Linked DNA regions of Rattus norvegicus: regions 2 and 3 are each linked to region 1. The links are chromatin contacts, called in public Hi-C maps. All regions are on one chromosome and are shown on one strand. Each heading gives the region's core, a stretch centred on a gene start, on an enhancer-like site or on the middle of the called end of the contact. The rest is flanking DNA. Distances are from core to core; before and after follow the strand shown. Region 1 overlaps Tax1bp1 (Tax1 binding protein 1). Region 2 overlaps Hibadh (3-hydroxyisobutyrate dehydrogenase). Region 3 overlaps Jazf1 (JAZF zinc finger 1).

Region 1 (4,168 bases), core at 390-2,889:
ACCCACACATGGTATTCATTCATCTGCCTTTCACTCAATAAAGGCTCATTTAAACACAGCTGAAACAGGTAACTACAATAGAGGTTGCTAGCTTGATCAAGTCCTTCAGTTTTCAGTTTTTTTTTTTTTTTTTTCATTTTTCTTTTTTTCAGAGCTGGGGACCGAACTCAGGGCCTTGCGCTTGCTAGGCAAGCGCTCTACCACTGAGCTAAATCCCCAACCCCCAGTTTTCAGTTCTTACCTTGAAATGCTAGTACACAGTTGACTGTTGATCCTTCCACATACTGTTCAGGCATAGGAGACCATAAAAATGTGTAATAGTCACGAGCAGTACTCCATCCAACCTAAAGGAGAAAAATTTAAGAAGGAATGTAACTAAACACCCTAATATTAGCTAGACACATCATTTTTATTACATCCTAAAGTTAAAATATGCACTTAAAATTTTAAAATCTTGAGTTGTTATCAGGGATGTCTAATTATGATTTATTAAACTGTTACCAAAAGCTACAGAAATTTACATAAACTGAATGAAATGTCCTATCATATATTCAAATGCAAAGTGCTACCTAGAAATACACACATGATAAAATACAAAATCTTCTGTTTATTATTTAAAATAATTATGTTACTATACCCTGTGGATTTCTGTGTGCACAGATGCATGTTTGTGCATAGAGAGGCCAGAGGTCAATGTTGAATGTCTTCCTCAACTGCTCTCTACCTTGTTTTATGAGACAGGGTCTCTCACTGACTCTGGACCTCACCAATTTGGCTGAATTAGGTGGCTAGCAAACTCTAGAGATCCTTCTCTCCACCTGCTCTATGTCAGGATTACAGACATGAAGACCCAGCTTTACAAGATGGGTGCTGTGGAGATTCAAATTCAAATCCTTATAGCCATTTACTGATGAAGCCACCTTCCTAGGCCCTCTATTATGTACTTTTAAATAACATTGTTTTATATCTCATACTAAGGACCTGGGATTTTTTGGGGGGAGGAGGTGTTTTGTTTTGTTTTATATAAGTACTCTCTTGTAACTGAAATCACTAATCTTTCATCTTTGGCAAGTTCTGCCTGAAAGCAATTTGTATATCTTGGTTGGGAAGAGTATTTACATTCTAAGAGATCATTATACCTCACCTATTAACATATTTTCATCTTGGATATATGCAAGGAAAGATGTTTAAAACACACTGAATGTGATTCATGAGTCTCATGAATAAACTCATGAGAAACGTTCTTATACAACCCAGTACCATATGCAATATACAATAAAGAAATTAAAATATATGTAACATTTTCAACTTAAATAGACATTACAGATCTCAAACTGTGTTTTGTAAACAGATTAACTATGTTAAATATTGACTATTAGAGGTAAGTTTAAAGCAAGTACACTGTTAGCAACATTACATAAAACTATACATCCATCAGTCTTAGATTGTATGTTCTATGATTTTTCTAGATTCGTGTGTGTGTGTGTGTGTGTGTGTGTGTGTGTGTGTGTGTTTGTATACACATGTACTCTTGTGCACACATACCACAAGACAACTTTTGGGAGTCAGTCCTCTTCCCTGGGGATCGCACTCTGGCTGCCTGCCCTGGTACTGAACAGAAGACACCCTTCATACTTTCTGAAACTCCATCTCCTTCCTTCCAACACTGGCACTGTGAGTGTTTAGTTGGGAAGAAGCATACTTGATAAAAAGACTGGGAAGAGAACAGGAAGAAAAGAAAAGGCTTTCCTTTGGCTACACTGAGAAAATTACAAAGTATCTGAAGAGACTTCTGCCAAGTGAGTGAAAGTGAAAGTAAAGAAACCTGGAGAAGATAGGAGTCGCACAGCCCGCTCTGCTCCACTTCACAGTGCATAATCCAGAAAATCCTTTGGGAGAACTCCAAAAACCCATTAGAAAAACAAGTACTCCAGGACAGCTACAATTCAAGAGTACCTCCACTGAAGACAAAGAGGCATTGTTTTCTAACAACCACAAGGCTCTTTTCCCCTGCTGGCTCAGGAGAGAGACCATTCTGTTGGGGATCAGGGAGGAGGTAGACATGGATCTAACATGCAGACATTTTGATGGACTGTGCATGTTTCTGCCTCACCTGACTTGGCACCAACAAAACCAGGACAATTTGGATGCCTAGGCACTGGGGATGGGGGTAGGGATGGGGGTGGGGACTGTTCTACTGACATGCAGTACCACAGACAGACACAAGAGGGAGAAAGAGTACAAACTCCTGAAACAAGCAGTATTTTTCAGTTGGGAAATTACACAACATAACACATACCAGTGAAAGATTGAAGGGAAACCCAGAGAACCTTTGGACAGGGTATATAGTGAACGTTTTTCCTGTACAAACAAGTCTGAAATGATTCAAAGAGGATACTACTTTGTGGAAATCACAAAATGGAAAAATTCTTCTGAAGAATGCAAGATCCAAAGGAAAAAAATAAATTTTAAGAAACTTCATTAAGCTAAAAGAAAATAACCTCAGGAAACAGAGTTCAATAAATTATCTGGGGCTGGAAAGATGACTCAGTGGCTAAGAGCACTGACTGCTCTTCCAGAGGTCCTGAGTTCAAATCCCAGCAACCACATGGTGGCTCACAACCATCTGTAATGAGAACTGATGCCCTCTTCTAGTGTGTCTGAGGAGAACTACAGTGTATTTGTATATAATAAATAAATAAATCTTTAAATAAATAAATTATCTGACCAACAACCCAAAAATAATCATTTAATAAAGTTCAATGTAACCCAATAATCAACTGTCCAAAAATAATGAAACAAAAAATAGCCACACTACTCTAGAGATAAAGAATACAGTAACTGAATTGAAAACTTCACAAGAGGGTTTCCACAACTGACTAAAACTGAATAAAGATTCTGCAAACTTGGTCAGACATCAACTACACAGCAAGTCTGAAGCCTCCTACCTGGGCTTAAGAGCTTGGGGGGTGGGCAGTGGGGGGTGGTGAGCATGTGTGCAAGCTCAATGGATAGAAGGGCTTTCTTTCCACCAAGCCAGACAACTCAAGTTCAATCACTGGGACCCACAGGGTAGAAGGATAGAACTGACTCCTGAAAATTGTCCTTTGACCTAGACACACATACGCACAAACAAGCACTAGCACACATGTATACAGAAAATTAATTTAACTAAATGTAATTTTAAATTTTAGTATTAATAACTGAGTCAGGGAATATAAAACCATATGAAAAAGGGAGCTGAATATAAAGGAACCTACCTACCAATACAAACAACATAAACAGGTGGTGTACATCTTTAATCCATTACTCATAAGGCTGAGAAAAGACTGAGTTCAAAGCCAGCCTGGGTAGCAGTAGAAGACAATAAATAACAAACAAACAAACAAACACAAACTGACTTCTAGGAACAGAGAATCTTAGAGCATATTTGTACAAGTAGCAGCTGAAACTTACTAGGTAGGAAAAGGAAAATGAAAAAGTAAAGAAATTAAAAATAGCTAATGCTCTATGCCTAGAGCCCCAGATTTTGGGAGAGTGAGGTAACCTAGGCTATTAGGCTATAGGGAGTTTAAGGGCAGCCTAGACTACATAAGAAAACCATGTCTCTATAAACAAACAACCGAAAGCACCTTAGCTAAGCTAAGCCCAAGGAGAGACCAAGGCACATTATCATCAAGCTGCCAAAGGTCTTTAAGGTATAAGGGAAAAGTCACCGTACAAGGGAATACTACCTGCAGATTTCTCAGCCAAAACATTCCAAGCCAGAGGGCACCTTTAATATACTATAATGGGTGGCTTAAATCATTTCTTCCAACAAAATGTTTTGAGAAATAACAAAAGCATGAAACAAAACAGTCAAACAGTTTTAGATCTACTTTCCATAGCAGTTAACCAGTTTATCTCTACAGAGCAAGTTTATTTGTGGAAACAGCATAAGACTCCTCAAAGGCAGAGGACTGCACCATGGAGTCAGCATGGAATCCTAAGTTTGGGAGCCTAAGCTGGGATTGGAGCCAAAGTGGTAAACCGGGCTCTGAACCTTGGCATTTTGTGGGCAGGGCCTATCTATGATTCTTGCATGCTCAAGCATGCACACCAAATTCAGAGTTACGAGAGCTAGTTAACAGAACTTGTGATTGACACTCTTGGGCTTATCCTCTTTGGG
Region 2 (4,564 bases), core at 1,677-4,176, 140 kb after region 1:
CTTAAGTTTTCCATTTTTAAAAGTTGTTTATTAATTTTTTGCATACATGTATGTGTACCCGTATTCGCTTGGGATGTCAGAAGAGAGCGTTAGATCCCTTAAGGCTGGAGAAGCAGGCAGTTACAAGCCACCCAGTGTTGGTTCTGGGGACCAATCCAGGCCTCCACAGGAGCGTCAAGCACTCTTAACCATCTCTCTGGCCTCAGTGATTGCTCTTCTAATATGAGTTGCTACTATTCTGGCTAGAATCAAAGAACATGGCATTTCCGGTTTATAGAATTAAATGAGGCCTGTACCTGGGCCTATCAAGGAGTTAGTGCTGCCTTCAGAATGCTGTACATCTGCATAGTACGGAGGCTTTGTTGCGTACAGTGCTTATTCTCTGCTGACTTTGTTCTGTATGGGAAACCTTTGTTTTGACTGCTTCTGAAAGAATCAGGAAGGAAATGTTGAGAAGCTTTGGAAATTAGGAGACTTCTGGTTTTGCTATTTTAAAGTAGAAAGATTTACATAAGCAATAAATTCTGATTATAGAAGGAATAGCAAAGTATTTAATTCCAGTGAGGAAGTAAGCTGGGCATAGTGAGTGGTTACTTACAAAGAAAATCTGGAACGGGGTGTGGCATCTCATGCCTGTAATCCTAGTGCTTAGGAGCCCGAGGCTGTAGGATCACCAGCTAGTTCAGGGCCTGCCTGGGCTAAGCAGTGAGATCAAGGCTATCCTGGGCTACAATAGTGAGATCCTGGGGACTAGGAGAGAAAGGAGAGAGAGTGAGTGTGTGTGTGTGTGTGTGTGTGTGTGTCACTGAGACTAAATTTACCTCTCTGTTTATTAAGTGTTGGGAAGAAATGTTTTAAAATATCGTAAAGTATTCCTAATAAGTGTTTGTAGTTTTTAAAGATAATAAGAGAAATATAATTTACCACAATGGAACTAAACTTTGCCGTCTTTTGAATATGCAGGTAGGAGTATCACATGCTGGTATAAGCAGTTCATTAGATAAAGGCACATCTTTTCAGTGTACCCACATTACTTCATGTAGTCACATTACACATTTAAAAATGTCACTCTGTAGGCTAGATATTTAGTCCTACAATGCAAATGGTAATAAATATATTTATGCCTTTAATACATTTGAAATTTTTGCTTTTAATTCCAACTTACATAATTCTTTCTAAACTTTAGTCTCTGAAGAGTTAAAAGATGCTGACTTTTAAAATTACTTCAAATGGGTGGTGGCACACACCTTTAATCCCAGCACTCAGGAGGCAGAGGCAGGTGGGTCTCTGAGTTTGAGGCCAGCCTGATCTAGAGAGTGTGTTCCAGGACAGCCAGGGTTACACAGAGAGACCCTGTTTCAGTTCCACCCCTCTCCCCCCAAAAAAACCAAACCAAAACTAAAATTACTTAAAGATGAGCATTTGAAAAGCAGTTACCAAGTAGTTTAGGTTTAAATGAGGCACCGTGCATTCTCTCATTTGATCAGGAACAGGGTAAGACAAAGCATATAAGCTCTTGTGCTTACCACGTGTATCATATGTAATTTGAAGAAATTTTAGTAATCCCTAGAAACAAAATTAGAGAGCTGTGAATTAGTGAAACTGTCTTAGCAAAAGTGGTCTCATATTTTAAGATGCTGTATTCTGATTTATCATAATTCCTTGCCAGATGTTCTTTCATACCTATTTCCAAGTTCACTTAGAAACAAACTGCAGCAGCAGCAGCAGCAGCAGCAGCAGCAGCAGCAGCAGCAGCAGCAGCAGCAGCAGCAGCAGCAGCAGTCTTCTAGTCCCTAGGCCTTTAAAGCTGAAGTGTGAGTGTTCAAATCTGGCTTAGTCAGCAGTGAGCTGTGACCTCTAGAGTAAGGTTCTTGGACATTCCTACTCTAGTTACAGTGTTTGAGGAAATGAAGTCCAGATACCCTTTTCTCATAATGCTGGTTATATAATGCTTGTATCATTTTGTGACTGACAGACATTTATATATGTCCTTTCTCTCCTAACTGCTGAGTGTGGAAACTGTGAATTTGAAAGTAAAGCTGCTGATTACACTCATCTTTTCCCTTCTCAGTGTATTCAAGTGTATAATTTTATAATGATATTTTTTGAGTAAGACTCTTTAAGTTACAGCCTTATCATTGTGGAATCTCTCCTTAATTGTCTTTTGATCGGGGTAGACATAGTTAAAAAAAACTTTGAAAACTTCTCAAATAATCTTCTAATCAATGATGGGTTACAGTGAATTATTAAAGAGAAAGGAAGACACCTCATTTTAAGGTTTGAGGTGTGGTTCATGTAGAGGGTTCCTGTCCAGGAGAGGGTGTAGAGGAGAAAGGACTTTAGAAGGGGAAGGAGCCATCAATATGAACTTCATGTGGTAAAGTCTGTCCTCATTTTAACATTTAAAATTGGATATTAGTCAAAAGGACCACTGTGGCTTTATTCTCATTATTCCACTCTTGTTCAAGTCATTAAAATTTAACTCTCACATTTCTTGTAGTAAAATCACCTCTGTCAAATGCAGGAACTCTGCAGCTTGAACACCTCTCGTTCTGATTAGAAGGGTTTGTTTTGTAATTAGTTTTCCTCTGGGCTCTGTGTGGAGAACAGGAACCCACCACAGAGAGGTTAGAATACCATGGAGTTTAGCCACTCTGCTTTAATGACACAAGGGCTTAGCAAAGCAAGAATAAATGAGGTACGTTTTTGGTGAAGAAAAAAATCGTGAACTGACTGTCAGTGTGAGACAGGTTCTAGGAGCACTTAGCCAGCAGTTACAGGGCACACTTGAGTAATTGGATTTGCATAACAAGGCTTGCCGAAGAGATCTGACAGCATAGAGATTTGTCTAGCTGGAGAGCTCCAGATGGACGTGACCACGCAGCAGCTGGGTGGCACGTTGCTGAGCATGGACAGCACCGCCCAGACTGGCAGCTGGACCCTGGCGACTGCAGGGCTGTGGCAGGCCAGCTGGTGGCTTCTGACAGCCAGTGGCCCTGTTAGAGAGCCTTTTCATAATGGCCTGTCAGGGTACTGGACCTGCAGGGACTGGCAGGACAATGTCACAAGTCACCAATGAGGGCTGTTGAGCTGAAGTCCCAGGGAAGTAGAGGTGCTCACTACTGCAGCCACAAGGCTAGCACCTCCTGGTGTGAGGCCAGTGTCCTAGGGAGACTAAGGATCAGTGGGACAGAAGTGGACACATCTTGTGATGTTTGTCTTCTGTCTTTGTATATTTGAAACAAAGGCATAGTGTTCATGAGAGAAAACATGTTTAAAGCAGCACACATAACATACACAACATGTACACAGAAAACATGTACAGCACAAACGGTACACAAAGTGAAGGAACTGTGGTCATTAGTTCGTTCAGGTGACCTTCCCCACCCCTGTGTCTAGGTGGATTACATTTGTGTGGAGGAATTAAACCACCCATTTTCTCAGATTCGAGTCAGCTTGGAAGAAGGCTGGCTCCGAGTCTGCCATTAGTTAAACTTACGTGTGTGCCTCAGTTGAGAATTTTGCCATCTTATATAATTTTTCCTCTAAAATGTGACAAGATACTATATCTTACTTAAAGGTAGGAAAACTACTTAATAAAATGAAAGTTTTACTATTCTAAGCCCCAGAGATTTTGATGTAACAAAATTCTAGTGAAACAAAAAAGCTCATAGACATCCTTAGACTGTCAGCATTTCATCTGGCACCCCTGCCACCGTGTGTGTGTGTGTGTGTGTGTGTGTGTGTGTGTGTGTGTGTGTGTTCAGTCTTTTTCTTGTATTTCATTTAGTGCTTATGTTAGCCCAGTGAGTTAGGGTGGCAGGTAACATCTCTATTTTAATAGACTGAAATGGGGACATGAAGAAGGCACATGTATAGTTGCCTGCCTAGTTGTGGAACAGCCTGCCTGCACTTGATGACACTGAGGATGGTCCAGAGAAGCCACAAATTTTAAACCTTTACGTTGACAAAGGGTTGTGTGCATGTATGTGTATGTACAAATATAAACACATAATTGTTCTAGTAATTCTGTTTCTAACAAATCTATCACTACCTTCTGAATACATATAAATATTTACTGATAGGGATGAACTTTTAGCACTAAGACCTCAGGTCTCACACACACTGGGCAAGCTCTTAACTGCTGAACTCCTATCCCTAACTCTGAGAGCACTGGTTCATGATGTGCTACCCACAGGCCTTCCTTCAGATGGACCATAAAGTCACAACCATTCTCCTCATGAGATAATAATCCTCATGAAAGGAATGGTAGATACTCTGCTCTAAGCATGAATCAAGATGGCCACTTTGTAGGGTTTGTTGTTGTTTGAGTCAGGGTCATATGTAGCCCAGGATTGAGCTCTAGCTTGAGGTGATCTTGAATTTCTGATCCTCCTGCATCTGTCTTCCAAGTGCCGAGGTCACAGTTATGCACCATCATGTGGTGCTAAGGATCGAATCCAGGACATTGAGCATGCTAGACAGGCACTCTATGAGCTGAGCTGCATTCCCAGCCCCACATTGTGTTCTTGGTGATCGTTCAGATACAGTTTCATTTAAGAAT
Region 3 (4,352 bases), core at 34-2,533, 190 kb before region 1:
AGGCCGATGCTGCTGGCCTTTTCTTTATTCCTTTCCCATGTCTCTTAGCTGACAGTGGTTGAAGAGTGTGCGGATTAGAACCGAAGTATAGCATCTATTTGGGTGGCTGTTAACTTGGATTTTAAACCACTGTTTGTACAGCTGTGAGATCTACTGCTTGAGTTGATTTAACAAGCAACCATGGGTTGGTTTCCAGCCCAGGTCTACCACTAGTTGCTTTCAGAAAAGTTGATCTTGGGCCCATTGCTAGGAAAGTTTGCTGTGATTTTATTGAAGTACTAGAGGCAGTTTGTTGTTCTTGCTGGCCACACCCTGTGTCTCTGTCAGTGACTCAGATATGAGTGCTGAAATTAAGATTGCTGCCTGGCTGGGAGTCTCCTGGGACACGTTTCCTCAGTCCTCGTCTCACTGTGAGCCACAGGGGGATAGGATTAAGGACCGGTACCATCAGTCCCTCCTGGTAGTTCATTAGTTCCTGGTATTACTGCTGTCCTGAGAGTATTCTACTGCGTCAGAGAAGCCTGAAGCCTTCGGTTACCCATGGCACAGTTACCCAATTCAAGAGGACCAGACTGCTTTGGTCATTTGAGTGCAGTGCTTCTGGGAGCTGCCCCTAGTACCTTCAGCAGGATCAGAGTCCCTGGAATCTTATTTGAAAGCTTGATGCCTACTGCTCCCAGGCCTGCGCATCAGAAACCCTAGGTGCCCCTCCCCCCCCCCACCCCCGCAGCTGGACCAGGCTGCAGGCAGCGTGAGAAGCTCTTTAATATTCTAGTACATTACCCACCCTGAATGGCCTTCTGTTTCTGTAAAAGGGTCAATGCTGGGTGCTGGTCCAGAAGAGAACCTCCATAGGGCTTACCCCATTCAACACTACAGCGCTCTCAGGCCTGGCTGAACTGTGTGCAGGTGCTTCGCACAGTGGGGCTTTCATCTCAGTTCAGTCAGAGAGCCGGGGCTGTGCTGAAGCCTGAGCACACTACTAAGCTCTAGGGTTGGGCAGTGGGGCACACTGGGAAGCAAAGGGTTAGTCATGCTATGGAGACATCGGTTGAGATAATGGAAATGCCTACAAGGCTTTTCTCCAAGTTTCATTTAAGGACAGACTAGCGGAAAGATAAAATCTCCATTTTAAATGCAGATTCATGTGTAGTTTCAACACAAGTTGGGGGGAGAATACCAGATGTGCTTGCTTCCACACACAGCATTCAGCCCCACCTCTGAGCTTTGCCTCTCAGAGGCACACACACAATACCTGGCAATGCCTTTGAACCCCAGGGTTCTCCACAGAAGTACTCCTAGGGCTTGCTTGGTCCTTCAGACCACAGAGCCACCTGGAGAGCACACTTTGGGTCTGTATTGCGCAATCTTGCAAACGTATTACCAATAATACATTTCCTCACAGACAGGTAAGACCTTTCTATGGTTTGACTCAGAGGGGTTTTCTTTGTGTGTGTGTGTGTGTGTGTGTGTGTGTGTGTGTGTGTGTGTGTGTGTGTGTGAGTGTGTGTGTGTGTGTCTGTGTCTGTGTGTGTGTGTGTGTCTGTGTGTGTCTGTGTCTGTGTGTGCGTGTTGTTTTGAGAAGAAAAGAACTGTTTATGTAACAAATAATTCCTTATTCATGAGTCTCTCCATCTTGTACTCCTAAGGTCAGGTGGGGAGATTTAATGTGAAATATGAACTGTCTTTGCCAGTTGCCATGCCCTGTTGTCATGGCATATGCCAGAAATAGAAGTGACTGTTTTCAATGACAGATCAAAATTTAGTGCTATGCTGATGGTCCAGAATGAAGGTTTTCTTTTCTTTTCCCCTCCTTTTGCACATGAATGAAATACATATCCGTGCATTTCTGGTTATGATTTAGCTGACCGAGTAGTTCAGTTATAATTGTATTATTTTTACTCCTGGAGATCATTACTTTTGGTGAAAAGTTTTAGCATCTAGACCATTAAGATGTGGATGCTGAGCATTATTTAAAATGATTTTTTTTCCTGGACTGTGAAACGGCTTTATGGGCAAATAGAACCTAGAATATGGTGTTTGCATTTAAAATTAAATGAAAACATGGATTTTTTTTTTTTTTTGGTTTTAAGTTGACTCCCAGTGATTATATGCTGCCTTCTGTGATCCATCTCCTGTCTTTAAATCCCTATAATGTAACAGAGAGACATGTCAGTCAAATAATGTATAATACCATAAATCTGAGGGTATGAATATTATAAAAGTGCTATGTGGGAGAAGCCAGAGGACATGGTTCATGTTTATTTTGTTCATTTGTTTTAGATGCATTATGCTCTAAGATTGCTATACCTTTTATTAAGTGTGGGTTTAATCTAACCTCCTGAGCATCTTTGTCTTTAATGGCCTTTATTTCCCAGACTCCGATTACCAACATGTTAGAGATCATCCTCCCTTGGATTTGAGAAGTCAGGTGTTTGTAAGGCACAATGATGATGTAAACATTCGCCAACCTGAATTGGGTTCTTATGACCACTGTCTTCTACCTCCCTGTAACCTAAGAGAACAGAAAGTGGTTTCTGTGACCTCAAACATCCCCAATTGGGGTGAACCTTTCAAAGAGACCAACCTTGAGATCAGTGTTGTCTCCTTGTTTTCACAAAATATTTTTGTTTCATATTATCAAAATGACTAGGGAGAGAATCAGTTCGGTATTTGCCTTATAAGCAGGAGAGCCTGAATCCTCGGAGCCCACATAAAGAAAGCATGATAGTGAGTCTTATAATCCCAGAGCTGGGAAGGGAGAGACAGGCTACACTAGTTAATTGATGAGTTCTAGGCCAGTGAGAGACTCCATCTCAAAAGAGAACCTTTGGTAGCTGAGTAGTAATACTGTATGCAAACACGTCCGTTCTTTCATAAACATTTAAAAATAATCCTGTTTGACCATGTGACCTGAAGCCAGGTGTTTGAACATGGACTTCTGTAGAAGGCATACGATGAGATCTGAAAGTGAACTTTGAAGAGCCTGAAATTGAATAGACTTAACCCATATTTATGAGACAGGAGAACCCTCTAGGTGATTATCTTTTTCCTCCTCTGTGAGGGCTCCCCCCCCCTAAACTCTGTAGTCTCTTGTCTGTTGACTTGATTAATGAATATTTTGCCCACTAAAATTGGCCATTAATTATTTCCTTGGGTTGCAGCAATAATTACATCTTTCAAGTAAAATCTCATTAGCATAATAAGCAGAAAACACCCTGCCAGGTGATATGGGATTGTGGGGAACTAGTTAGGGAAGGCCTACCTAGCTGGTTCACTGTGCAGCAGTCAGCATTTGTCTCCAGCTGGATCCCAGCAGCTGCTTAGAGTGAATCATCCACGAGTGGGGGTCACTGGGAAGCAGTAGCTTTGTGAATAGTCTTGTCAGGAAATACTGCTTAACGGCACATAACTGTGTCGTGTTCAGTAATTAAGTCCTATTACCATTCATTCATTTATGGGCTCCTCTGTAATCATAATTACTTGACACATCTGTGCTAAGTACTAGGCACAGAGGAGGAGTTGGGAGCTATTTTTGGAGAGACTGGGTCTGTTGGGAACAGTAACACTACAGTGTAATTCGTCCTTTCACTAGATGGGGCACTAAAGCAGACTCCACCTTGTAGGGCAGTAGAAGGCACTGGAGAGAAGTAACTTTTTGAGTAGACCTTAGAAGATGAATCCAAGGATGGTCAAAGAGAAGTAGGCAAGTTTTTTCAGGTAGAGAAGCAGTGTGTATCACAAAGGTGTATCATCTAGCACCAAAAAAAGTTAAATTCGGGGAGGCAAAAGGAGCCTGGGGTACCCAGGACCAAACAAGAGCAGGATGCTGAAGGAGCAGAAGTGACAGTATGGTCAAAGCCTGGGCAGACTGGCATCATGGAGAAGGAGTCACTGTTGTCATAGAGAGGGGTCACTGTCATAGCCATGGCTCCCAGTAGACAATTGCAGCCACTGTCTTAAACCACACCTAGTGGGGAGTGATAGAACAGAAACCCACCTACCCTGTTACACTCCTTTTACACTGTCATTCCACCCTGGTGCCTCTAATGGAGAACCAGTCACAGAAGAGCAGGGACAGAACAGGGGGTTCAGAACAAGGCAGAAAGGAAGAAGCAGGCTAGTGGGAACAGGAAGTATAGTGTGCAGGTAAGATGTGTATAGAAGGCAGGGACATTAAGAGCTGCTGGTGTAGGTCCTGAAGGAACAACAATCGAGAGACATGCTTGGAGAGTTTGATTGGTGCAGTCAAAGTGTAAATATTGTGTATACTAAGATTGTATTATCATGCAAATAATAAAGGGGGGCTTAATGCATGTTGTTGATTCGGAATTTAGCAAGATTTGTAATCC

What was found. A called contact is a pair of places that touch in the nucleus more often than the background predicts.
Region 2: a Hi-C map of hepatocytes shows a contact between it and region 1, with 1.6 times the contacts expected there. The contact joins two enhancer-like sites. A contact is called at or near these places in 3 of 12 Hi-C or Micro-C datasets (the Rat2 cell line, hepatocytes and mammary epithelial cells).
Region 3: a contact with region 1 is called in a Hi-C map of Schwann cells, with 8 times the contacts expected there. The contact joins two enhancer-like sites. A contact is called at or near these places in 3 of 12 Hi-C or Micro-C datasets (the A7r5 cell line, Schwann cells and frontal cortex) and 1 of 1 datasets of contacts at active chromatin or transcription factors (oligodendrocytes).

The regions. Positions count from the first base shown.
Region 1 is chr4:83,161,407-83,165,574 of GRCr8, reverse strand. It overlaps Tax1bp1 (Tax1 binding protein 1), which reads right to left. Exons shown (of 18, transcript NM_001004199.1): 3 at 242-344. Among named protein-coding and RNA genes, the nearest start is that of Tax1bp1, 11 kb to the right of the region's middle. Within about 2 kb of position 1,639, at least 55 of the 93 cell types and tissues checked have an H3K27ac peak or open chromatin away from gene starts, as enhancers often do. A contact at or near this core is called in Schwann cells and hepatocytes, where this site is marked.
Region 2 is chr4:83,022,008-83,026,571 of GRCr8, reverse strand. All of the region lies in intron 4 of Hibadh (3-hydroxyisobutyrate dehydrogenase), which reads left to right. LOC120102279 (a long non-coding RNA gene) reads left to right here. Exons shown (of 2, transcript XR_005503585.2): 2 at 1-4,564. Among named protein-coding and RNA genes, the nearest start is that of Hibadh, 54 kb to the left of the region's middle. Within about 2 kb of position 2,926, at least 13 of the 93 cell types and tissues checked have an H3K27ac peak or open chromatin away from gene starts, as enhancers often do. A contact at or near this core is called in hepatocytes, where this site is marked.
Region 3 is chr4:83,354,907-83,359,258 of GRCr8, reverse strand. The region is part of intron 1 of Jazf1 (JAZF zinc finger 1); the gene reads left to right. Among named protein-coding and RNA genes, the nearest start is that of Jazf1, 160 kb to the left of the region's middle. Within about 2 kb of position 1,283, at least 56 of the 93 cell types and tissues checked have an H3K27ac peak or open chromatin away from gene starts, as enhancers often do. A contact at or near this core is called in Schwann cells, where this site is marked.